Regions from separate parts of the Mus musculus genome. Here all the other regions are linked to region 2. Evidence: chromatin contacts called from public HiChIP or PLAC-seq and promoter capture Hi-C data. All regions are on one chromosome and are shown on one strand. Each heading gives the region's core, a stretch centred on a gene start, on an enhancer-like site or on the middle of the called end of the contact. The rest is flanking DNA. Distances are from core to core; before and after follow the strand shown.

The links. Promoter capture Hi-C pulls out the DNA fragments that hold promoters and counts their contacts. HiChIP or PLAC-seq counts read pairs in DNA pulled down with a chosen protein or histone mark.
Region 1: an H3K27ac HiChIP or PLAC-seq map of large pre-B cells shows a contact between it and region 2, with 11 times the contacts expected there. The contact joins the enhancer-like site here to the promoter of Ercc4 in region 2. A contact is called at or near these places in 3 of 39 promoter capture datasets (the C10 cell line, hippocampal neurons and pre-B cells), 2 of 115 datasets of contacts at active chromatin or transcription factors (embryonic stem cells and large pre-B cells) and 2 of 9 other capture datasets (embryonic stem cells and liver).
Region 3: a contact with region 2 is called in an H3K27ac HiChIP or PLAC-seq map of extraembryonic endoderm stem cells, with 11 times the contacts expected there. The contact joins the promoter of Txndc11 here to the promoter of Ercc4 in region 2. A contact is called at or near these places in 2 of 39 promoter capture datasets (hippocampal neurons and pre-B cells) and 2 of 115 datasets of contacts at active chromatin or transcription factors (astrocytes and extraembryonic endoderm stem cells).
Region 4: a promoter capture Hi-C map of hippocampal neurons shows a contact between it and region 2, with 13 times the contacts expected there. The contact joins the promoter of Gspt1 here to the promoter of Ercc4 in region 2. A contact is called at or near these places in 2 of 39 promoter capture datasets (the C10 cell line and hippocampal neurons), 5 of 115 datasets of contacts at active chromatin or transcription factors (astrocytes, embryonic stem cells, extraembryonic endoderm stem cells and 2 more) and 1 of 9 other capture datasets (liver).
Region 5: a promoter capture Hi-C map of hippocampal neurons shows a contact between it and region 2, with 10 times the contacts expected there. The contact joins the promoter of Snx29 here to the promoter of Ercc4 in region 2. A contact is called at or near these places in 6 of 39 promoter capture datasets (the C10 cell line, cranial neural crest, embryonic stem cells and 3 more) and 4 of 115 datasets of contacts at active chromatin or transcription factors (astrocytes, embryonic stem cells and large pre-B cells).
Region 6: a contact with region 2 is called in a promoter capture Hi-C map of hippocampal neurons, with 10 times the contacts expected there. The contact joins the enhancer-like site here to the promoter of Ercc4 in region 2. A contact is called at or near these places in 5 of 39 promoter capture datasets (the 3T3-L1 cell line, the C10 cell line, hippocampal neurons and 1 more) and 3 of 115 datasets of contacts at active chromatin or transcription factors (differentiating embryonic stem cells, large pre-B cells and stem cell-derived neural progenitor cells).
Region 7: a promoter capture Hi-C map of liver shows a contact between it and region 2, with 6 times the contacts expected there. The contact joins the enhancer-like site here to the promoter of Ercc4 in region 2. A contact is called at or near these places in 7 of 39 promoter capture datasets (the 3T3-L1 cell line, 3T3-L1-derived adipocytes, cranial neural crest and 2 more), 2 of 484 Hi-C or Micro-C datasets (the N1E-115 cell line and cortical neurons) and 4 of 115 datasets of contacts at active chromatin or transcription factors (astrocytes, embryonic forebrain, embryonic stem cells and 1 more).

Annotation. Positions count from the first base shown.
Region 1 is chr16:11,384,007-11,387,006 of GRCm38.p6, forward strand. The region is part of intron 4 of Snx29 (sorting nexin 29); the gene reads left to right. Among named protein-coding and RNA genes, the nearest start is that of Snx29, 63 kb to the left of the region's middle. Within about 2 kb of position 1,630, at least 73 of the 459 cell types and tissues checked have an H3K27ac peak or open chromatin away from gene starts, as enhancers often do. A contact at or near this core is called in pre-B cells, where this site is marked.
Region 2 is chr16:13,108,365-13,111,579 of GRCm38.p6, forward strand. It overlaps Ercc4 (excision repair cross-complementing rodent repair deficiency, complementation group 4), which reads left to right and starts at 1,372. Exons shown (of 11, transcript NM_015769.2): 1 at 1,372-1,777. The coding sequence starts at 1,571.
Region 3 is chr16:11,132,737-11,135,963 of GRCm38.p6, forward strand. Txndc11 (thioredoxin domain containing 11) reads right to left here and starts at 1,796. Exons shown (of 12, transcript NM_029582.2): 1 at 1,532-1,796. The coding sequence starts at 1,773.
Region 4 is chr16:11,252,744-11,255,709 of GRCm38.p6, forward strand. It overlaps Gspt1 (G1 to S phase transition 1), which reads right to left and starts at 1,582. Exons shown (of 15, transcript NM_146066.2): 1 at 900-1,582. The coding sequence starts at 1,254. It overlaps LOC115488671, which reads right to left and starts at 893. Exons shown (of 2, transcript XM_030249388.1): 1 at 1-893. It overlaps Mir1945 (microRNA 1945), which reads right to left and starts at 1,702; the gene lies at 1,625-1,702.
Region 5 is chr16:11,321,551-11,324,363 of GRCm38.p6, forward strand. It overlaps Snx29 (sorting nexin 29), which reads left to right and starts at 1,354. Exons shown (of 21, transcript NM_028964.4): 1 at 1,354-1,428. The coding sequence starts at 1,422.
Region 6 is chr16:11,630,303-11,633,406 of GRCm38.p6, forward strand. Snx29 (sorting nexin 29) reads left to right here. Exons shown (of 21, transcript NM_028964.4): 16 at 1,156-1,272. Among named protein-coding and RNA genes, the nearest start is that of Gm32100, 48 kb to the left of the region's middle. Within about 2 kb of position 1,564, at least 37 of the 459 cell types and tissues checked have an H3K27ac peak or open chromatin away from gene starts, as enhancers often do.
Region 7 is chr16:11,587,676-11,590,790 of GRCm38.p6, forward strand. All of the region lies in intron 15 of Snx29 (sorting nexin 29), which reads left to right. Gm32100 (a long non-coding RNA gene) reads left to right here. Exons shown (of 2, transcript XR_384676.2): 2 at 523-856. Among named protein-coding and RNA genes, the nearest start is that of Gm32100, 5.5 kb to the left of the region's middle. Within about 2 kb of position 1,851, at least 25 of the 459 cell types and tissues checked have an H3K27ac peak or open chromatin away from gene starts, as enhancers often do. A contact at or near this core is called in the N1E-115 cell line, astrocytes and liver, where this site is marked.

The sequences.
Region 1 (3,000 bases), core at 380-2,879, 1.7 Mb before region 2:
TTTATTTATGTGCATGCTGTATGCATACCCCATTGTGCAGGTGGAGGTCAAAGGGCAGCTTGTGGGTGAGTTTTCTCCTTTTACCACATAGGTCCTGGGGGGTCAAACTCAGGTCATCAGGCTTACGTGGCAAGTGCTTTTGCCTGTGGTGCCATCTCCCATCTCACTGACCTTTTTTAAAATAAAAAAATTACTTAATTAGTGTGTATGTATGTGTGAATGTGTGTGTGAGTGTGAGTGAGTGTATGAGTGTGTGTATGTATATGTGTGTGAGTATATGTGTGTGAATGTATGTGAGACAGTATGTGAGTGTGTGTGTGAATGTGAGAGTGTATGTGTGTGAGTGTGTATGTGTATATGTGTGTGAGTGTATGTGTGTGTGAGTGTGTGTGTGAGTGTGTGAATGTGTGTGAGAGTGTATGTGTGTGAGTGTGTATGTGTATATGTGTGTGAGTGTATGTGTGTGTGAGTGTGTGTGTGTTTGTGTGTACTCCTTCCTCTGCCTGGGGCCCAAGGCTGGAGCTCCGGCTGTCAGGCCTGGCAGCAAGCCCGTCTGCAGTCTCTGGCCTTGTGTTTAACACGTTGTTCTCAGTGCTGCCTCGCTTTGCTGCCCACTCAGCAGTGCAGTGGCTTCAGGAGCCCCTCATCATCAGATGCTCAGCTCAGAGCCTTTCTGTAGTGGCTCATGATCACCATCAGTGCCACCTCAGTGAGAGAGCACTCCTCGTTCATGCCTCTCTTCTTATCAGGTCACCATCTTACTTCATCATGTCTCCACGTCATTTTCTTTGGCTTAAAAAAAAAACCCACAAAAACTAATAGCCATAGCAGTAAATTAATTAAACCACTCTGGCTCCTGGCAGGATTGCTCATAGGCTGTACCAGCCCAAGAGCTCTGGGTTCTCGAATGAAAGACACACATGTTCATGCACATGGGCATGGACTCGCGCCAGCTGATTTTGATATGCCTTGACTAGCTCAATGGTTGGATACTTCAAAACTTCCCCGAATCCCACTCTGGGATTCCTAGCTTAACACCTTCTAAATGTATATTTTATCTTTCCTGCCCTGTTACCTTCTGGGCAGCCCCCTCCTCCAACCCCCATGGGCCACTTTCCCTTTCCACCTACATTGCTGGATGATTTTTCTCCTATAGCTCTTAAATCTGATCCCTCTGCCTCCAAGTCATGGCCAGTCTCTTGTTCTTCTCCTCTCTCCCTTGCCCAAGCAATCTAAGGGTCCTGCCTCCATCTTCCTGCCCAGCCATTGACTGTACGTCAGTCAATCCTTTATTATCAATTGAAGCCAGCTGGTGGCAGGGGTTCTCAGGTCTGGCAGTGCAGCTTTTGAGAGCCAAATTAAGACAAAGCATTAGAACCAATTCCCAACAGGGCACGACCTGCTATCTCCAAATGAACACAATGTGCTAGCTCACTGTGGTTTTAATAGATACGCCTTAGAGATTCCTCGCATCTTTCCTTGACCTCCCTACCCAGTTCACCCTGATTGTCTCAGCAATCCTGAACCCGACCTCTGTAAGGACTCCAGATGGTATGCATGGCCTGCTCTCCAGCCTGTTGCTTTTCCTGGAAGGGAAGTGGCCAGATCCGGACTTACTTACTGCTGTAGCTTAGAGTCTATACATCATAGAGGTGACCGAGGACTGTGTCAGAATCATGACTTTTGTCAAAGTACTACTTTTCCTGGGAAGCTAACCCCAGCTTTCTTTCCCCATCTTTCAATAAAATACTGACTTCTTGAGCCTTGGTGGGGATTTTTGAAAACGGTCCATTGCACTTAACTCAAAGCAGAGTTTACGTTTTGATTCTGAGTCCCCTTGGGCAATGATTTAATTTCTATAGAACTGGCTTCTGAGGAAGGTGCATGTGCCAGGAAAGCCTGGCCCTCCTCTTGGTTGAATGGGGAAGTCCGCTCTGTGTGTCTTCTCTCTCCATGCGGTGCTTTCAGTTCCTTCTTGGGGTTTCGTTGTTATTGTTATGAACTTGCAAATCTGCTTCTGGTGAAGATGCCTCGGAAGGATGTCTGCTGACCATGTGGAGAGAATACTGAACTGTGTCCAGGGTTACTAACAGAAGTGGTTAGCAATGGTAAAGAATGGCTGGCCTTATTTTTTTTAATGATATATTTATTTATTTTATATATGTGAGTACACTGCCTCTGTCTATAGAAGAGGGCATCAGACCCCATTACAGATTGTTGTAAGCCACCATGTGGTTGCTGGAAATTGAACTCAGATCCACTGGAAGAATAGTCAGTGCTCTTAACTGCTGAGCCATCTATCCTAACCTCATGGTTGGCCTTACTGGGAGAGCTATTTGGATGCTGTTCCTCAACCCATGGGTCCTAGACTGTGAAGATGTCCATGGGGCCCCAGGGAGGGACCTTGACATCTAGGTGGCATAGGGTCAATGCCAATGCAAGGGAAATGAATGCATGAGTGGGTTTCACTATGTTAAGTTCTGGGTGCTGATGCAGGAGAATTGCTAGTTCAAAAGATATCCTGCCTCTGTAAAGAGGAGAATACCTCAGTGGCATGGTGCTTGCCTAGCATGTGCCTGGTTTAATCCCTGTACTGAGAAGCAGTCTGGTATAGTTAGACTAATGTTTCTTGGGGATGTTGTGACTGCTGGCTGTTTTAAAGGTATTTTGATGTTTCATGAAGGCTCATATTTGATACCTGATTTGTCAACTTTTGAGGAGATTACCATCTTGGAAGTTCCTTGGGTCCTTTACTCATTTCAGGAATGAGTAGTCTCTTCAAAGATCAAGTACACATCTAAAAGAAAACAAGTCACAAGCTTTAGAAGCCCTGCTTTCTGGGGCTAGAGAGATGGTTTGGTGGGTCAGAGTGCTTGCTGTGCAAACTTGAGAATCTGAGTTCAAATCTCTATCATCTCCCTGTGTAAAACGTTGGGTATGGCTGTGCATGTGCCTGTCATGCTAGTACTGTGTTGGGCAGAAACCAAGCACTGCTGAGGC
Region 2 (3,215 bases), core at 122-2,621:
GTACCCTGAACCAACGCTAAGAAACATACCATCCAGCTCTGTGGCCTTGCCTGATTATATAACCGGCTTGTTGAACTGCAGGCATTATCTCCTGGCTCCCAGACATGCTGCGCGGAAAGCGTCTGCAGGCATCTCTGTCCACTTCAGGAAGATGCAGAAATTATTAGATGCTCTTTTAACTGTGACTAGACAGAAGGAAAACGCTGGAAGAAGCAGAGGAGAGAGAGAAAACAAATCCACTTGCAGCGGCTGATGTGAAGGGAGATTGGTAAACGGGAAGGCAATGTAATGAAGGTCGAGCAAACTCAAATAAATGTGTCCTTTTTCTCCCACTAATCGTCCATTCGAGAAACGTACCTTGAGGGTTTGAGTGAACTTCTGTATGAACTAAGCTAGTGAAATGCTATGTTGCGTGCTGGTGGGAGGAGTGGGAGCCAACTAAACGTTCTCCAGTAACTAGACAAGTATATGCCTCCACATTACAGAAAACCCAGCCACATAAAGGACAGAGATTTAGGGAAAATTTGTGACGGAACTCAGGATCTACCACTAAGTTACATCCTAACACCCTTTATATTTGTGCTGGAGGTCTCCATCTCTAGCTCAGGCTGGCCTTGAATTTACTTCAACAAGTGAGATAGCCTGTCCCACCTGGAGAAACCAAAAATCTGGTTTCGAATCTTGGTTGTTTATTATTTCATATAATTAAGCAGGCAAGCAGCCGCACAAACTGAGCAGCGGCAGAGGGTAGGGGGCACGCAAAAGTATGTTGTTAACCATGGTTATTCCTGAGTAATGGAACAATCCTATTTTGCCTTCATTTGTATTTCGTATGGGCTGAAAATAAAGGGGAATGGAGAATTCTGAGAGAGAATGCCTCCTAGATTGCTTACCTGGAGGTTTTTTTAGGTAGTTACAAACACGACCCAAGATGTCCCTCTAGTGGAAGGAACGCGGCTGCAACTGGCACCTGATGGAGGCTTTGTAAAATAACTTACTGAGTTCAAGACCTTTGCAAACAAGAGACTGAAACTCATAAGGTATTGTGCTTATTAAAAATTTTCAAGGCGGGGAGGGGGAGGAATACTTGCAAAAGTAGAGACAAAACCCTCACACTAGGAAAACGATGTCGATTCTGGATGCACTTGGAATACTGACAGCAACATTCTGAACTGTCGGTATTGGAGGATTACGCGGATTAGACTTCTCTGTTTGCATTTTGTTAGTTTATGCCTAGGTCTAGAGAGCCAAAGGATGGGGAACCTAAACACACGCGCGCGCACGCGCGCTAACGCTTTCTGCGCCTCTCGGCTGAGTTCGGGTAGACCTGCCCTGGGCTCGGGCACATTCCGGCCACACTTGTCCCCGCCTCGATTCCTTTTCGGCTACAATCGGTTGGCTCTCTTGAACTCGGCTCCCTTCGGCTACATCCGGCCTCTCTCAGTCGGCCATTGCAGTTACATCTGTTCTGCGCTCCTTCGGCCCTGGCGTCTCTCCCTGCGTTCGGCCAGCGTTCGGCTGGACTCGGCTCTTTCCGTCAGCGTGCGGCCGCGGTCCCGGAAGGGCGCCCATGGAGCCAGGCCTGTCGGGCGAACGGCGGAGTATGGCGCCGCTGTTGGAGTACGAGAGGCAGCAGGTGCTGGAACTGCTCGACAGCGACGGGCTGGTGGTGTGTGCCCGCGGACTCGGCACCGACCGGCTCCTCTACCATTTCCTGCGGCTTCACTGCCACCCGGCCTGCCTGGTGCTGGTGCTCAACACGCAGCCGGCCGAGGAGGTGCGACTGCGGGATGGGTAGACCCAAGGGTTTGGGGGACATCCGATGCGAGATCGGCGCGGTAGGAACGCGGAGCTGTACGGTTGCAGGGACTCCGAGCCCATGCAGATCTTAAACAGGGCACGAAAGGGAATGAATTAAGATCCCAGGGGGGAGATGCGGGGCACCTACACAGTTCCAAGTCGCTGCGAAGGAGGGAAGGGAACCCCAGGGAAATTGAAGTGGCTGCCACGACAAGGGAGGGCATTGAGTGAGGGTCCTGGAAGGAGATCCTGGACTCTGACACTGCGGGATGACTGCCAAGTATAGAATGCATCCCAAGAAAGTCTTGGGTTCCTCTATTGACATGGGAGAGCATTGAATACAGGGCCCAGACACAGTTTGAGGACACTGAGAATACGGGTCCCACACACTCCTTAACACTGAAAAGGAGAGGGGCGAGTAGGCTACACATTGAGGTAGAGTAGTGGATTGAATTGCACTGCAAAGGAGAGACGGTATCAGAATCTGGGTAGGAATAGTGTTTGAGTTTGAAGTTGGATATAAGGGTGTTTGGAGGACAGAGTGTGGTCCCTAAAAGGACAATGACGAGGATGATAGGGTCTCTGAGAGTTATTACTTTCTAGTAGAAAAGGAGACCTTGAGACTTAACAAAAGAAGAGGGATTAGGGAAATGGGGGTGGGGGTGCAGAAGTTAAAGCTAAGGGAGCGATCAATCTGGGTTACAGAGAACAGGTGATCCTGAGGACAGTGGAATGAGACATGCCTTGCTGCGGATGTTGAGAGATGTGGACATAGCCTAGCATGATGAATCTGATGATCCCCTAGGTGTAGTGGCCAGGAAGAAAATGTCAGCTGAGAAGAGTCACTAACAACTCCTTTAAAGGCTGAGGCCCTGTTGGATTCCCCAGGAATCTACAGTGCTTGGCATGGTACTTTGTGCAATGTAAGATGCCCAGAAAAGTGGCATTAGACTGAGAGACTAATGGGCCATTGGACCTATGGACATTCTGGCATCTCTCTAGGAAGTATCAATACTGATCTAACAGTCTAAAGTGTTGTCTGCAGAGAGGAATCCCTTGTCTCAAAACCCGACTTTGGCTGGAAGTAGTTTCTAGGTAGTAGAAAACTTTTTTTAAAGATTTTTTTTAATAATTTATTTATTTATTATATGTAAGTACATTGTAGCTGTCTTCAGACATTCCAGAAGAGGGAGTCAGATCTCATTATGGATGGTTGTGAGCCACCATGTGGTTGCTGGGATTTGAACTCAGGATCTTCGGAAGAGTAGAAAACTTTTAACCCAAAGTTTTAAAAGGTTCTGTGGCTTGGTGTTGAAATGGAAATAATGACTGGAGCACAATTATTTCTTAATATAAACTCCAAAGCACAACTTAACCTTACAAAACAAAACCTTAATTAAAGTGACCTGATTGAC
Region 3 (3,227 bases), core at 546-3,045, 2.0 Mb before region 2:
ACAAAGATGTCAGGGTCAGTTGTACCATAATATCTTAACACCATCCTATCAAACAAAGTCCTTAAAAATTCATCTGAGTTTATTAAAAGGGCTGTCCCATTGCCAGCACCATAGAAAGATGCTTGAGGAAGTGAGGCTGCAGGCTCTCTCTCCCAGCCAAAAGCAGTTGAGGAGCTCATCCTGACAGCTCCTCAGACTGATTTAAACTCTTCAATCTTCTCTCAGAGGTCACCCACCAAGTCACGTGTCTCAGATCAAACACTGAGCACTGTTTTCACAGCTGGGCAAACTGAAGTAAATCAATTCCTTGACGTGGGAAAAGGACTGTTAATATGAATCCAAATGACAGGTTGCAACATTCCACCTTGTAAAATACTTTCTGTATTTTCCTTATAAAGACAGTACCAGTCTAGTTGCTCAAGATTCAAACTCCAGGCCAGGTGTGGTGACAAACACTTTTAGTTGGCTTTAAACACTTTAGCATAGCACCTAACACATTGCAAACACTAAAAAAACGAGTCTCTTCCCCCTAAAACTCCTAATTTTTGGCCCATCTTGACCTCAGGGATCTCATATTGTGTTCATTACACTCAATCTGTGCCCACATAAATCTCCCTCTGGACAGAAGTGCCAAGAGGATATGTCAAGTGATAACAGATTTTATAAACTGCAATGTCAAATGATATACTGATGATCTGAGGCAAGGAGTATAATTGAAATATAAACTTTGTATCTATCTACACAATTTTCTGAAAAGATGCACATTAGCTTCCATTCTTCCTAAACTCCAGCCTACTCAGGCCTTTTCCAAGTTTCACAAAAAGACCAAGCTTGCTCAGACTCCAGATCTTTGCACTTAACTGTTTTGTAATAGCTCTTACCCCAGCTCTTCCACCTCTGCCCCTTCCTTTCCTTGTGTAAGTGGCTAATGCCATTTTCCTATGAAGGCCCTTTCTGCCCTACCCAACCTCATCCTTCTATTCCCTGCATAGCACTTATTAAGGTCTCTGAAGTGTTTGTTTATTGTATATCATCACTTCAATGAGAACTCCAGGGAACGGGGATTTTTGTCTTCAGCATTAACGGGTGCTCAGTACAAACGTGCACTGTCAGTATATCAAAGGCTTGCCTGGATTCCCAAAAGCGACTAAGACCCCTAAATGGCTTGTGAATCATCACACTGCAAGCATTAAGGAAAATGGAATGAATTAAAACTGAGCATTATAGCCTGAGCAAGAATTGACATGTGCACCCCGAGAGACCCCAACAGGTGAGAAGCAGCTCAGAAACAGGGCCAAACGCCCTCGGTACATAATTGATATAGAGCAGCACCCTGGAAACGCCTCCACGCCGAACTAGGAGAGTGGGGGACCGCGGCCGCCGGGAAGGTCAAGCCTGTGGTCGCAGGCAAGGTCAGGCTCGACTTCCCCGAGGAAGACAAACAACCCTCGACCCCGGAGGCCCCGAGCTGGCCCCGCGCAGCCGGGGTGGCATAGCTCTGGCCGCGGAGCCTGAGTCCCGGCAGCCTCACCTGCAAGTGAACTTGAGGGCGAAGAGCAGGGCGCAGCCGAGAGCCACGGCCCCGCACAGCAGCTCTGGCCGCTGGCGCGCCATAAGCGAGGCGCCGCGCAAGCCGCGGCGGATCCGGCCCTCCAAGGACGCCGCCGCCCCGGCAGGGCTGAGGGAGCCTGAGCCCTTGGGGCCGCCACCCTCGTCCTCGGCGTCCTCGCTGTTGTTCCCGCCGCCGCCGCCGCGGCCTCCGCATTCCGACATTACATGCTCCCCGTGGCCGGCTTTATACCGTCGCTGCCGCCACCTCGGGCCCGGGGACCCGGCCCCGCACGTCACTCCCGGACCTCGCAGCCAGCGGCGCTCACTAACCCGGACTCTCCACGTCAGCCACACTTCAGAGATGCCCCGCCCTCCGACTCGGAGCCTGCGCGAATGCCGGCTTCCCGCGAAGCCACGCCCTTTGGGGGCCACGCCCTCGAGCCCATGGAGTCTGCGCGGGTGCTCGCAGCACTCGCGGCCGCGTCAGCCTTCCACCGGTCCCGCCTCTCTTGTAGCGACTCTGCGCAGGCTTGCAGTCACTCAAGCTAGACCTTGTCCTTCATTCACTGCGCTGACGCTACATCCTCGCGTCCGGAAGCTAGTTGGTGGTGTCTCCTTAGCGAGTCCTTCCGTTGGTCGGCCCTTCCGGGTACTGTTAGGGCTCAGATTGTCGCTAGTGCGTCAACACTGTTGACAGACCCTTCAGGACATGGGTGCAGTTTGTTATCTCTGCTTTTCAGAAAGTGGGGCGGGGAGGCCTCGTGCAGAGGCGAGAAGGACTGGAGGACACAGTAATAAAACGGAGACCGGGCTGCTCTGTAATGGGGTAGTAATAACGCTGCATGCCTTCTGCTTCAGTTTCTGCTTGCAGGATTCTACCTTGACTTCCTTCAATGATGGTAAAGTGTAACCAAAACAAACCCTTCCCTCCCCAAGTAGCTTTTGTTCATGTGTTTATTACAACAGTAGAAACCTTGAGACAAGTACTGATAAGTGGTAATTACATTCAACAAAAGAACCCAGCTCTAAGTAAAAGGATGGATGTATATTGTGTAATCCCATTTCTATGACCCATGCTTGATGGGCAAATCCACAGAAACATAGCAGACGTGATTAAAGTTTGGAAAGTATTGGAGTCAGGACATTGTCTGCCTCACGCCTCCAAGCAATAAGAATGCAAGGCCAGCCTAAGATACAGGGTGAATTATCTTCATTTTTCCTCCCAAAATTAGGTTTATATGAGTTGTGTATAATTTTTTAAACCAGGCTTAGTGGCACACAACTGTGGTCCCAACCACTCGAGAAAACCAGAGGACCACTTGTACCAGGACTGCATAGAGTTTTCAAGGCCAGACTATGAAATTTAGCAAGGCCCTATTTCAAAATAAAGTTTTGGTTGGGGCTGGAGACAAGGCTCAGTAGTAAGAATACTGCTGTTGCAGAAAACCCAAGTTTGGTTCTAAATTACAGGTAGTGAACTACCTCATACTTCAGGTAATCTGATGTCCTCCAAGGTACACACACATATAATTAAAAATAAAATCTTTTTGTAAAGTTGGTAGGGAGGGCAAAATAATCTAGATCAAATGTTTCCTATGTGGGGCTGGAGAGATTGCTCAGTGATTAAAAGAGCACTGGTTGTTCTAGAAGACCAGTGTTCAATTCCCAGCATCCAC
Region 4 (2,966 bases), core at 332-2,831, 1.9 Mb before region 2:
AGCAGGCTACCAAACATACAGCCCGTTTGTAAAAAGGTGTTTAAAGACTGCAGTTTGAAACGACAGAAAGTGTATTTAGTAGCTACTTTATGTGACAAATATTAAGTTATCAGAAGTATTTAAGTAACAGACTAGACTAATACACGAACGCAAACTAAGCTTTTATAAGCAACCCTTATAAGGGCCATACTTTTAAAACAATTAAAAGTCTACACGCCATTCAGAAAAAGTCTTAAATCCCGCTTAAAACCGCACATAAATCAATGAGGTTTACTACCACATGTTAGTACTGAGGAATCCTTGTGACATTTAAAAAACTTTTCAAGTATTCAAAATGTTAAGGGTGAAAAAAGGTCTTTGTATTGACAGCCAACAGTTTCTGGCGGATCACAAGCCTGCAATGCATCTTGGGATTCCTTCAGGTCGCTTTAGTGCCACCGATACTTAAAACGCAATTACAGTTCCAAACGTAGAAACTACAGTAGGAGCAGCTCTCTGGGCCAGCGAAGAGACAAGTCCTGTCCCCCAAACCCTAGACTTTCACACCCTCCTCCTGCCGGACTTCAAGCCCTATCAGTCCCCACTTCTGGGCCTCGTGGCACTGACTGGCCCAGGGCTGGCAGGGTCCCATACAGTTCCTATGCCTAGGGGTGAACCGCGTGCGGCCTTCCGCGGCGGGGCAATCGCCCCCGGGTCCCCTGGTCTCTGCTCCTCCTGGCCCAGGCGCCCCAAGCCAAGCAGCTCCCAGACTGGAGGCGCCCCACCCAGACCAGCCGGCGCCGCTGTCAGCGCCCCACGTGCGGGCCGGCCGGCCTCCCGTCCTCTCCACCCAGCCCACCGCGGAACTCCGGCCCCAGGCCGCCGCCCGTGCCTTGGGGATATCCAGCCCGGCAACTTACCCGAAGGGCCTCCCGCGCCGCTGCCTGCTCCGTGGTCGCCTCCGGCTGCGCCAGCTGGGGATAGCGGCGGCTGGGCCGGACCCCGCAGGAAGGACGGCACGAATTCAGCGGCGTGGACGTTGGGGACGAAAGGCTTGGCGTTGACGTTGAGTTGCCGGCTGAAAGCCGCGCTGAGGTTCTCACGCTGGGCCTCGGCCACCGCGGCCATGGAGCCGCTGCCGCTCCCGCCGCCGCCGCAAGGCCCGGGCCCGGGGGCCTCCATATCCGTCTGGTCCCAGCAGTCGGGCGCAGAGTCGCTGCTGCTGCTGCTCCCGCCGCCGCCGCCACCGCCGCCACCGCCGCTGCTAGGATCCATGATCGGGGGGGCCGTGTGTGTGGTGAAGAGAGGGCGGGAAATGGAGGCGGGGGCGGCCGACCGGGGAGGAGCAGGCCGCGCTGACCCGGGGAGGACGGCAAGACTGGGGAGCTGACAGTCAATGACTCACTCGCCGGCGTCCTGGGCAGCAGCTACAGTCCAGACAGTACACTCGAGACCAGGTCGACAGCGGCTCAACCCTCCTCGTGTGTGCGAAAGGATCTCCTCCCACCCAACCCCAACTACCGCCGCCGGCCTCACCGCCAACCCCACGTTTGGAGAGAATTGACCTCTCGCTACCACCCGTACCTTCGCCTCGGTAGTTCCCGTCTGTGTCCGCCCGCGTTTCCGCCTACGAAGCGCGGCCGATAGCTAAACTACAAGTCCCGACAGTACCCGCGAAGACCCGGTGCGGTTTTCTCGGGGGCTGACGGGAGTCGGAGTTCAGCGCTCAAGCGTCACCGGAAGCGGCTGGAACTCCCGGCAGGCAGCGCGAGGAGGCAGAAGTCTGGTGGCCCATCTGTCGCAGGGTGGGGGTAGGGGTAGGCTCTACTCGGCTAGGGCAAGACGGTGGGCCGAGCCCTTCCGCACGAGGCGACGATCCACCCTAGCCTGTGAGAACACCCGGTCCGCAGGCCTAACCTAGAGGAATTTTTTTTTCTTCTCCCTTTTCGGCGCCTTTTCTGTCTCCCAGTCTATATACCTTATTCTCTTTCTCTCCACCCGCAGCCAGAGTTTGCCCTACATTTCAAAGCCGGCGGGAGGCGTCTTTCCTTTTATGTATTCATTTTTGGAAGAGGCAGTAAAACCATGAGATGTTACAGCTGAAACTGCGTGTGGCTCATAAAGGTCCAAGGATGTCCGGCAAAAGGATCCTTAACTGGAAAATTTCAGTGACTCATGTTATGTTTGACTAGTCATTAAAAGCCCGCACCTAAAATGTTTTTTCGTCCTTTCATCCTCCCTGCCAGGAGATTTACAAATTAATCGGGATTGCCATATTTTTTAGTGTACCCAGCGGTACCTAATAGTGGCTATTTTGGTGCTTCCAGTTCCTTAGCTGCCATTAGGTAAAGTGCTGTTCTTTTGAAAGGCCGCATCTGTCAGCTATTCTTACAGTCCTTTAATAATGAGGGCATCTCACACTTTCAAGTTGCATTTTAGTAATTGTGGGGTAAGTGACAAGCAAGAAAAAATAAAATTCACCTTTATTTTTTACTGCACGAAGTAGGAATACCTGTTCTAAATACCTGTTAAATGCTCCTGTAATTCACCCATGGAGACCAAGACAAAGAAAAGTATACTCTTAATTTTACTTGCTCTGAAAAGAGTCTAGACAGAATGCAACTAACCTACTTGGAAATTACAGAGTAACATATTCAAAATGTTCAAACAACGAGTTTTTTTTTTTTTTAAATCTGGATCTAAGATATCTAAATTGGAATGCTGACTTTAAACATTTGTATAATAAAAAGTGAGAATTTGGCCTAACGAGAGAGGTAATAGACAAAGTTGTCAATAATTTTTTGTTTGTTTTGTTTTTGTTTTGTTGGGTTTTTTGGTTTTTCGAGACAGGGTTTCTCTGTATAGCCATGGCTGTCCTGGAACTCACTCTGTAGACCAGGTTGGCCTCGAACTCAGAAATCCACCTGCCTCTGCCTTCCAAGTGCTGGGATTAAAGGCCAGCACCACCAATGCCCGGCTTTGTCAAT
Region 5 (2,813 bases), core at 104-2,603, 1.8 Mb before region 2:
TACAGTTTCTAGCTCTTCATTATTTTCTTATTTCTGATCAAGAGCCTAAGTTCTCCAGGCTGGGTGACTCCAGCCTCATATCCAGCAGGCAAAATAGTCTTTCAACTCCATATTTAAAATAGGGCAAAACCCTGGATTTCACAGTTGCTGTGAATTTAGCTCTTGTGTTCTCTCAGCACCTACCCACCTTTCCTCTCACTGTTGCCTAGAGTCAGTTGGACAACTCTTGTAGTTCCCTTAACCCACTGACCCACTGTCATTCTCCTCAGACCCATTACAATGCATTCTCATTCTAGAAAGTTCTCTCTCTCTCTCTCTCTCTCTCTCTCTCTCTCTCTCACACACACACACACACACACACACACCCACCACAAATTCTCCCAAGTGCCTCAGGCAGTAATTCGATTCTTCTGTGAATGTTGGTATTAAAGGTGTGCATGGTCACACCAGGATTGTAAGTGAAGTTTCAAATTCTGACTGCATCACTGTGCTTTGCACTTTTATTCCCACATCCATCATCAAGAAAGTACAAACTCTCCTGCCTGCAGGGCCTTGCACGTGCTACTCCAACTACTGAACTATATCCACCACTCCGGTTTTACCACTCCGGTTTTACTTTTTATTTCGAGAGTCTTGAGAAGTTACCCAGAATGGCTTTGAATTCACCTTTTGTTTTTGTTTGTACAGAGAGTTGAAGCTTGGGCCTCCTGCATGCAAGGCATGTGCCCTCTCTACCAAACTTTTTTTTTTTTTTTTTTTTTTTTTCGAGTCAGGGTTTCTCTGTATAGCCCTGGCTGTCCTGCAACTCACTTTGTAGACCAGGCTGGCCTCGAACTCAGAAATCCGGGATTAAAGGCGTGCGTTACCACGCCGGCCATCCACAGCTCTTGAATTCTTGCAGCTCAGGCTCCTGACTTATCCTCTTGAATGTTGGGATTTAAAGCCTGTACCACCAGGCCCTGCAGGCCCATTACTCTTTTTTTCTCTCTTCTCTTTGAGACAGTCTCAAGCAGCCCCATCTAGCCTCGAAATCATTGAGTAGTTCAAGGTTGACCTTGAACTTCTGATCCACCTGCCTTCCCCCGAGTGCTGGTTTGACGGACATGCAACACACTACTCCAAGCTCTCGGTACGCGTATATCGCATCCTTGTCCGAACTTCAGTCTAAATGGATGTCTTTTTCTTGGCTCGGGGATTGGGAGGCATTGATTTTGTGAGGTGCCGGTTCTCTTCCCTGCTACCCTGGGGCGTCGATTTGCCCGAGTATTTTGGTTCCGGGTCGGGAGGCGGGCCCTAGGAGAGTCACTGCTTCCGGGGCGGGGCCAGCGGGCGGGGCGCGCGTTCTCCCGGCCTGTGTGGAGCTCGGCGGCTGCAGACGCGGCGGCGGCGGCAAGGCAGGCGGCGGCCCCGGGAGCAGCAACATGAGCGGTGAGTGGCGGCCCCGCTGCTGTCACCCGCCCCGTAGCGCCACTGCAGCCGCACGCTCCGGGCCCGGTGTGCTCACACGCTGCAGACCCCCGCGGGGTCGCTCGCAGGCTCGGAGCCCTGGCCCGGAGTCTCCTGCACCGCTCCCACTATCCCGGGGCTGGCGCTCCTGTCCCTCTGCCTCACCAGTGACAGCCAACTCCTAGAGCAGAGCTTGCTCCCAATTCCCTCCCAGACAGCCGATCCCTTTGACAGGTTTCCGCACCCCGGATTCTCAGATCTCTGGTACTTGCCTTAGTCCCTCTTTCTCCCGTGACCCTCCTGGGACTCAGCTCCAGTTACCAGCCCCTGGTTTTTAGTTATTCTCTGTTCCAGGTCTCTTCCACCCAGTGACTCCTCTTTCTCCAAAGGCAAAGAGCATCTCTAGACACCCCTGTCACACACAGCAAACCAGAGCGACAGCTCCGGGTCCCCAGAGGTCTCAGTGTTAGGACAGCTTTGTCTTCTTCCCTCCTCTTCCCTGCACCTGTGTCCCCAGAGCTGGCCAGTTAGCCTCGCAGCGTCCCTCTCCCGGTTGTGCCTTTTGTATTTGGGCTGTTAGTTCATGCTTCAGTTCTCTCCATGTCTTCCTCTAGCTCATCGTTTGAAGTCTCCGGTTGTGTCCTGAAGCCCTTTCCTTCTTGCCCAATGCTGAACCTAAATGGGGCTCAAGCGTTGCCCAAGCCAATACCACCAGCAGGGAGGTGGAGCGGGTGGGGAGTCTGGAAGTGAGAGGCAGGTGCTTGTGACGGCTTGTGCTCAGTGATACCGAAGTTTAGTCCCTTTGTCGGAGTCTGTGTCTTCAAGCCTCCCTCTGAAGAGTCCTGATGATGTTTTGATGTTTTGGTGCTAAGTCATTCCTGGGTGTTGCGCGTGGAGATGGGAGTGACTCAGGGAAGGCTTGTGTTGGCTGTTGATTCTCCTGCTGGACTCAGGGATCTGGATTCCCTTAGGAGGACCCGCCTACCCTCGTAGTTTCTGTTTTTTCTTACTGTGCAGCTGGATTTTCGTCTCTGCACCCAGTCTCTAGACTTGCACTCAGGTGTTTCATGGAGCGGAGAGGGTGCTAGGGCAAAGGAGCAAAGGGCAGTCTTAATTTTTTGTTTTTTAAATTATTTCTGTGCATCTTTAAAAAAACGTTAGATGCTTTTTGTTGCTCAAGAGCAAAGTTTATGGAACTGTGGTCTTATTGAGGGGACTAATGGAGGGGTTTTTACAGTTTACGTTCATCTGCCAAAGCAAATTACTGGGTCTAACTTAACACTAATGTTAACAAAAACGTGTGTGCCAGCATCCACCAAAAGGTGATGGAGCCCAATGTACTGGGTTCAAATCCTGGCTCTACCACA
Region 6 (3,104 bases), core at 314-2,813, 1.5 Mb before region 2:
AAAGCACATCGCGGAAGTGTTTCCTTCTGCACATTTGTCTTTGTAATAAAAAAGGGCATCTCCCTTTTCCTCCTTGATGTGAGATTCACGTCCTCACTTCAGTGCACCCAGGCCTTATGTTCCTCCTCTAACAGTATGCGTATTTTATGTATCATGTTAAATACCTGTGACAAATAGCCTGGCATCATTATGTATATCCTAACATGTAGTAAATGCTGTGTGAGTCCACGTTTGGGAGGAGTCTGCTAGGAGGCAGCAGTCTGGCCAAGTGAGGCTGCTTGCCCAGGGGTCTTCCTGAAGCGTTCAGGGACAGCATTTCAGAACACCCTCTCATGGTTCACTGAATTGCATACTTGAGTGGCCTTGCATTGGCTACAAACGACTTTATAGCACTTCTATCTTTGCTTCTTTGGGAACCAGCCAAATATGTTGAATAATTGAGTTTGGAAGCTTCTATGGCTCAAGCTTGACCAGCTGCATGTGGGGTTGGTGTAGTTTTAGAGCACCCAGCCAGGGCTCTAATCTTCCCTCCAGGAACCAATTACACGGCCTGGAACAGGCTCTCGAAGCTCCTGAGTTCAGAGCTGCTTGTGGAAGGTGGGATCAATCCATCTGCCCCTCAAAGCTGTCATAAGAAGCTGACTAAGAACATGGGAAAGATGTTATTGTGCTGCAGACAGAGTCAATGGTGACGAGCGGTGGCGCCGCTGAGGAGTGTGCAGCCACAGTTAGGAAGGAGCTCATTTCTGTTTTCTCACTTGAACCCAGGGACTTCGTGAATGGAGCTGCATTTATTCCCATTGCACCACTAGCTGGGACATCATCATCACCATTGGTTAATTTATTTTTGCACTGCTAAGTATTGAACTCAGGGTCTTGTACATGGCAGGCAGTCACGCTACCACTTATCTATATGCACCCCCAGCCCCAGCAGGAACTTTATCAACAAACATAACTTAGACAACCCTTGGACAAGTGTTGTTAAGGGTTGAAATGGTCTAACCATAAACTGCCAGACTCATTCAACTCAAGGTTGCATGCCACTGCTGGGTGCACAGTGCCATGGTCTCTGGCAGGAGGGAGACTGCCAGGAGCAGGGGCTCAGCATGGGCAGGGCCACTCCTGAGGCTGATGATGTCCTGCTTGCCTTTCCAGGTGGCTGAGATGCATGGGGAGCTGATTGAGTTCAACGAGCGTCTACACAGGGCCCTGGTGGCCAAGGAAGCCCTGGTGTCCCAAATGAGGCAGGAGCTGATTGACCTCCGAGGACCGGTGAGTGCTCCCCACCAGGAAGCAGGTCTGAGCCCTGCCACTTCACTCTGCTCTCCCTGAGGCTCCACCAGGCTTCTGCTACCCGAGTTAGTTCATTTCTGCCGGTGTCAGTGACCGAGGAAGGTACAGGAAGTAGACAAGCACACACCCTTGTTGCACCTGCAGACTGTATCATTAGAGAGTCATGCAGTTGTATGTGCTTGTCATACAGGCGCATTCCATGTTCCTTCCACAGTGCTGTGCTCTCAACTGACTTAGACCTTCCACTGTGTGTCTGTGCTCTGCTGTGTGGACAGATTTCTGCAGCCAGGAAACAGGCTTCGCTTTGTGTTCTTGTACCCATGCGGTCTGCTGGGATGGAGCTTTTCATTGCTCATTTTTGATTGTTTTTGTTAGGTAGATTGGTTTGAGGAGCATCTGTGTAGGACGAGTCACAGGCAATTGTTTGTTGTTGTAGGGCTGACCTGTGAATTCTGGGATCCCTGCCTTTTTTTTTTTTTTTTTTTTTAACTAGAGGAGTACTAATTGCATCTCCCCAGACACCCCTGGTTAAGAACTGCTTGATGCTTTCCTTGGCTCAGTCATTCTGTATCTGATGAGACAACCTGTGATCAGTCATGTCCTTTAGACGTTTACTTTCATCCCAACTTGGAACATTTCAAGCTGTGATGCTGTCAGGTTGGATGCTGGTCCTTCCATGCATGCCCACCATAGCTTCATCTTCATTAAACACTTCCTATGCAAAACAGCAAGTTCCAAAGGTTGGCAGGGAAGCAGTGAGCATGCTCAGGTCTCCATTGCCAAGCTTGGCTCTCACCAGCTGCCGTCAGTTCTATTTCAACATACCACTTCCTGTTTCCCCCTTCCATATTATCTGAGTCAAACACTAAGTAAGTAATATTTTATCTCTGCATCCTACTGTATATGTCGAAAATAAGAAAATGCTCTTCTATCTTGTTTTGCAGTATCTGGTGGATGTCCCTGGGAGGCCTGCCCTTTTCTGAGGGGAGGGCAGAGGTGGGATGGGCCTGGGGCACAGGGGAGGTACAGGGGAGAGATTTGGGGAGGTGATGGAGGGGAAACTGCAGTTGGGATATAATATACAAGAGACAAATTTAAACAAAAGGGAAAACCTTTTAGAAATAAGAAACTGTAAATGCCATGCCACCCCACCTCTTATGTCCTAAATCCTTTACAGCAGCAAGAAGCAGTATTCAAATGTCCAACTGTCTCATTTTTAATAACTTCCTAAAATCCGGGATCCACATGAGGCTCACATGTTATAATTTCATTGATTGCCTCTTAGGTTTTTTCCTCACAATTTAAAAATGGATGTAAAAGTACCTACCTCATTCCAACCATTTTAGCAGACAGCTCAGCAGTGTATTTTCCTGTGTTGTGCAGCCGTCCCCACCATGGTGCCATGCTTCTCTGGAGACTGACTGACTCTCCACCTGCAACAAAACCCTACTCCTTTCTTCTTCCCTCAGCCTTTGCTGTCCACCATCCTGCCTTTGGGAATCTGGCTTTTTTCTTACATTTTGTCTGTTGGGTCCTCCCTCCTCTCTCTCTCTCTCTCTCCCTTGCAGTTGATATACAACACTGGGTTGTTCCCATCCTGGAGTTTTATACTGGCTTCCCTGATGACATCACTGAATGGTGCTGCGGCTCACCCCTCCCGTTTTCATTTTCCTTAAGCGGATACTTGAGCCTAGATGTGTAAGATTGGTTTCGTGTCACTGATGGTGTGATTCTGGTTGGACTGTTTCCTGTCAGCTCTCCTGCAAACTCTGCTGTCTCTTTATTCATCCATCTCTTGTTACTCCCTAGGC
Region 7 (3,115 bases), core at 601-3,100, 1.5 Mb before region 2:
TCACTTCCTGGTGGTCAGGAAGCAGAGAGATGGCACCTGGCTTGTGGTCCTCTCTCTTTCCTCATTCCCCAGCCTCTTGGATGGTGCCTCCTGAACTTGAGTGGAACATACTGAGAGGAGTGTACCTTGCCAGTCTCCTAGGTGCCTCCTAATCTGATACATTGACATTGAAGATCCACACTCAGTCACATTTTCTGTATTTGAAAGTTTTTTGGCATTCTTTCTTACTTTCTCAAGGCGCTATATGAAATGTTACTGTTTTTACTGTCAGTCACCCTCTTTGTGGTTATAGCCGTTTGCTTGACTTGCTTTTGACATGGGACTCATGTGCTCTCTGAGAAAGAACCATTGCTATGCTGGGACAGGGATGGCCTTTTCATTATTTTCCCTGGGTTTCAAACAGGAAAGGGCAACATCCCCACTTAACCTGGGTGAAGTCACTTGTCTCTTTAGTCTGTCACAGCAGAGTATTGGCAGCTGTAACCTGTTCAAATGTGAAACAGACTTGAATGTATTTCACAGTTTGCTGGATTAGCAGAATCTTGGACCAAAGAGTGCTACACAGGCCTTGAAATCCCTGCTCCGTTACAGCTGATGCTGAGGGTGGCAATGTCTCTGAAAGACTGCTCTACACTTCTGCCTCTGTATGCCTCAGGAGGGATTGAAGGTAACATCTAAGTGTAAGGGTGATAGTTGCCTTGGGCCACTGTAAGACATGGCCTCTGGGGACAAAGGCAAGGAATCCATATGGCTTCCCCATTTCGATCCTTCCCTAAAGTTCCTATCTTCATATAGTAAGAACGGTCAGACTCGATGGCTGAGCTCCCCACTGGATTCACTGTAAGTGCCAGCCACAGTATGGACAGGAATTGTCTCTGAGCTCATCAAAGCTTTGGGGTGAGAGAGCCATGGACACCCAAGAATATCTCTGGGACCACTTGTCCCCTCAGTGGGCTGCAGAGCTGTATCATGATACTGGATAAGACTGAAGCTATGACTGGTCCTAGCACAGAGGGAGTTCCCAGTCAGGCCCTTCTTTTCTCCTCAGCCTTAGCCTTCTGCTTCTGAGTGGTTTACAGGCAGGCTCTTCTGAAGATGGGTTTCCTCTGTAAGGGTGTGGGGTGTCATAAGGAAAAGGCACCCAGGCCATGCCAGGTCCACATTTTATCATTCAGTTTGCAGCTGCATACTACCTCAAGGGCTGATGCCAACTGAGTTTTGTCTTCAGGCTGAGGGATTATCTACACTATGTAGCTGGCAGGTGATAGCCTGGGATGTATGGTGGTACTGGGGAGGACATGGATGTGGTTTCTGACTGGTTCAGGTAGTGGGGGGATTCCTGCCACATGTGTTTTGTGAGTGTTAAGTGAAGAGTGGGCACATGAGGTCTCTGCCTTATAAGGACTGCTCTGCAGTATTTTCTTGTCCTTCCCCCCATGTCTGGTACAGAGTCACAGACCTTATGTGTAAGCATCTGCTGTGAAAGCATCGAGATCAAGAAGGGGTGTGGAGTTTATCTGTGGGAGAATGTGGGGGGACACGTGGGGTCTTGCATCTGGGAAGCCTAGAGGATTGTACAACTATCTCAAGGTCAGTCTGAACAGTGTTCTCTCCCACAGGCCTCTTGTCAAAGCATGGTGTAGTTGAAATGTGTTGACATGGTTTGTTGACAGTCAAAGAAATGACACTGTACCCCACCAGCCAGCAAAGTACTGCCACCCTGAGATTCTCTCATGGTAACCCTCACTTCTTCCATGACCTTGACCCTGGACTCCTGGACCAGCAGCTACCTCTGCTCTGAGTGTTGTTTATTTGGTTTAATAGTCACTTGCCTCAGCCAACTACCTCGCCATGGCAACACCCTGCAGGACGTTCTGCTATGTTCCCATCAGCTTGCATTCTTCCAAGCTCCTTGCTCAGCATGGCTTCTGTGACCTGTATCTACTGCTGTGTGCTGCTGTGGTTGGTCACTATCTTAGTCATTTCCCTTTAGAGGCATACAGGGCATTCCCAGGTTCATTCCAGGGGCTGGGATGTGTGTGAGCCCTCTTATAGGGCTCAGTCTGCACCCAGCTCCTGCGGGTTAAGTGACACAGCTCAGCACTCATTGGGCCCTTATAGAAACCAACTTTAGTGCTCAAAGCAGACCTAAAAGGTAGGTGATGCCGTCATTGTTGCTTTATGTTGTTGGCTTACTCTGTGGGTGCTTGGTGATGCCTACTATGCACTGGTCACTGCTCTGGGTGCCTGGCAGAAACAGCAGTCATAAAACCACATTGGCTCCTTGAGGGAGTTGGAGGCTGCTGCAGTGCCTGTGTGATAAGGGCTGCTGTAGCATGCAGAGCAGTACTCTGGAGACAAGTCCATCCTCTTCCCAGCTGCAGAGTCTTGGCAATGTAGACAGATTGATTTATTTATTTAATGAGCAAAGAGTGGCAGGGAGTCATAGACTTGTGAGATTATGTAAGCTGCCTGTTGTGCCTAACTCCATTAGAAGACCATTAAGTCTGTTGCATGCAGAAAGGAGAGTGAACCAGTGAGACACAGGTCACGACTTGTTAGGCTTGTGGGCCAGACATGCACAACGTTAACCCATGAGAATAGTTGAAGAACCTTGATTTGAAGAGAGAGGGGTGACAGAAAGGTGTCCCTTGGAGCCATTAGCAGAGACAGAAACTGCATTAAGAGAGTTTCTGCCTGATATGATTGGTATGTCATTAACCTGAAATCCTATGCATGTCCTTCAGCTGTTTGACCGAAGTCCCTGCTCTGTGCCAGGTTATGGTTGCTTTCCTCTTCTGGAGCTAAACATAGAAGGCAGGGACGAAGCAGCGAGGTGGTGGAGCTCAGTGTAGACGTGGCAGGCAGACAGTGGCTTCCCTGTGCTCCTAGTGTGCTCTCACAGCACAGACCATGCTTTTGGAGGTGTGTGTGTGTGTGTGTGTGTATGTATATGTGTGTGTGTGTACGTGTGTGTGTGTGTATGTTTGTGTGTGCGTGTATGTGTGTGTGCGTGTATGTGTGTGTGAGTGTGTGTGCGTGTGTGTATGTTTGTGTGTGCGTGTATGTGTGTGTGCGTGTATGTGTGTGTGTGCGTGTATGTGTGTGTGAGTGT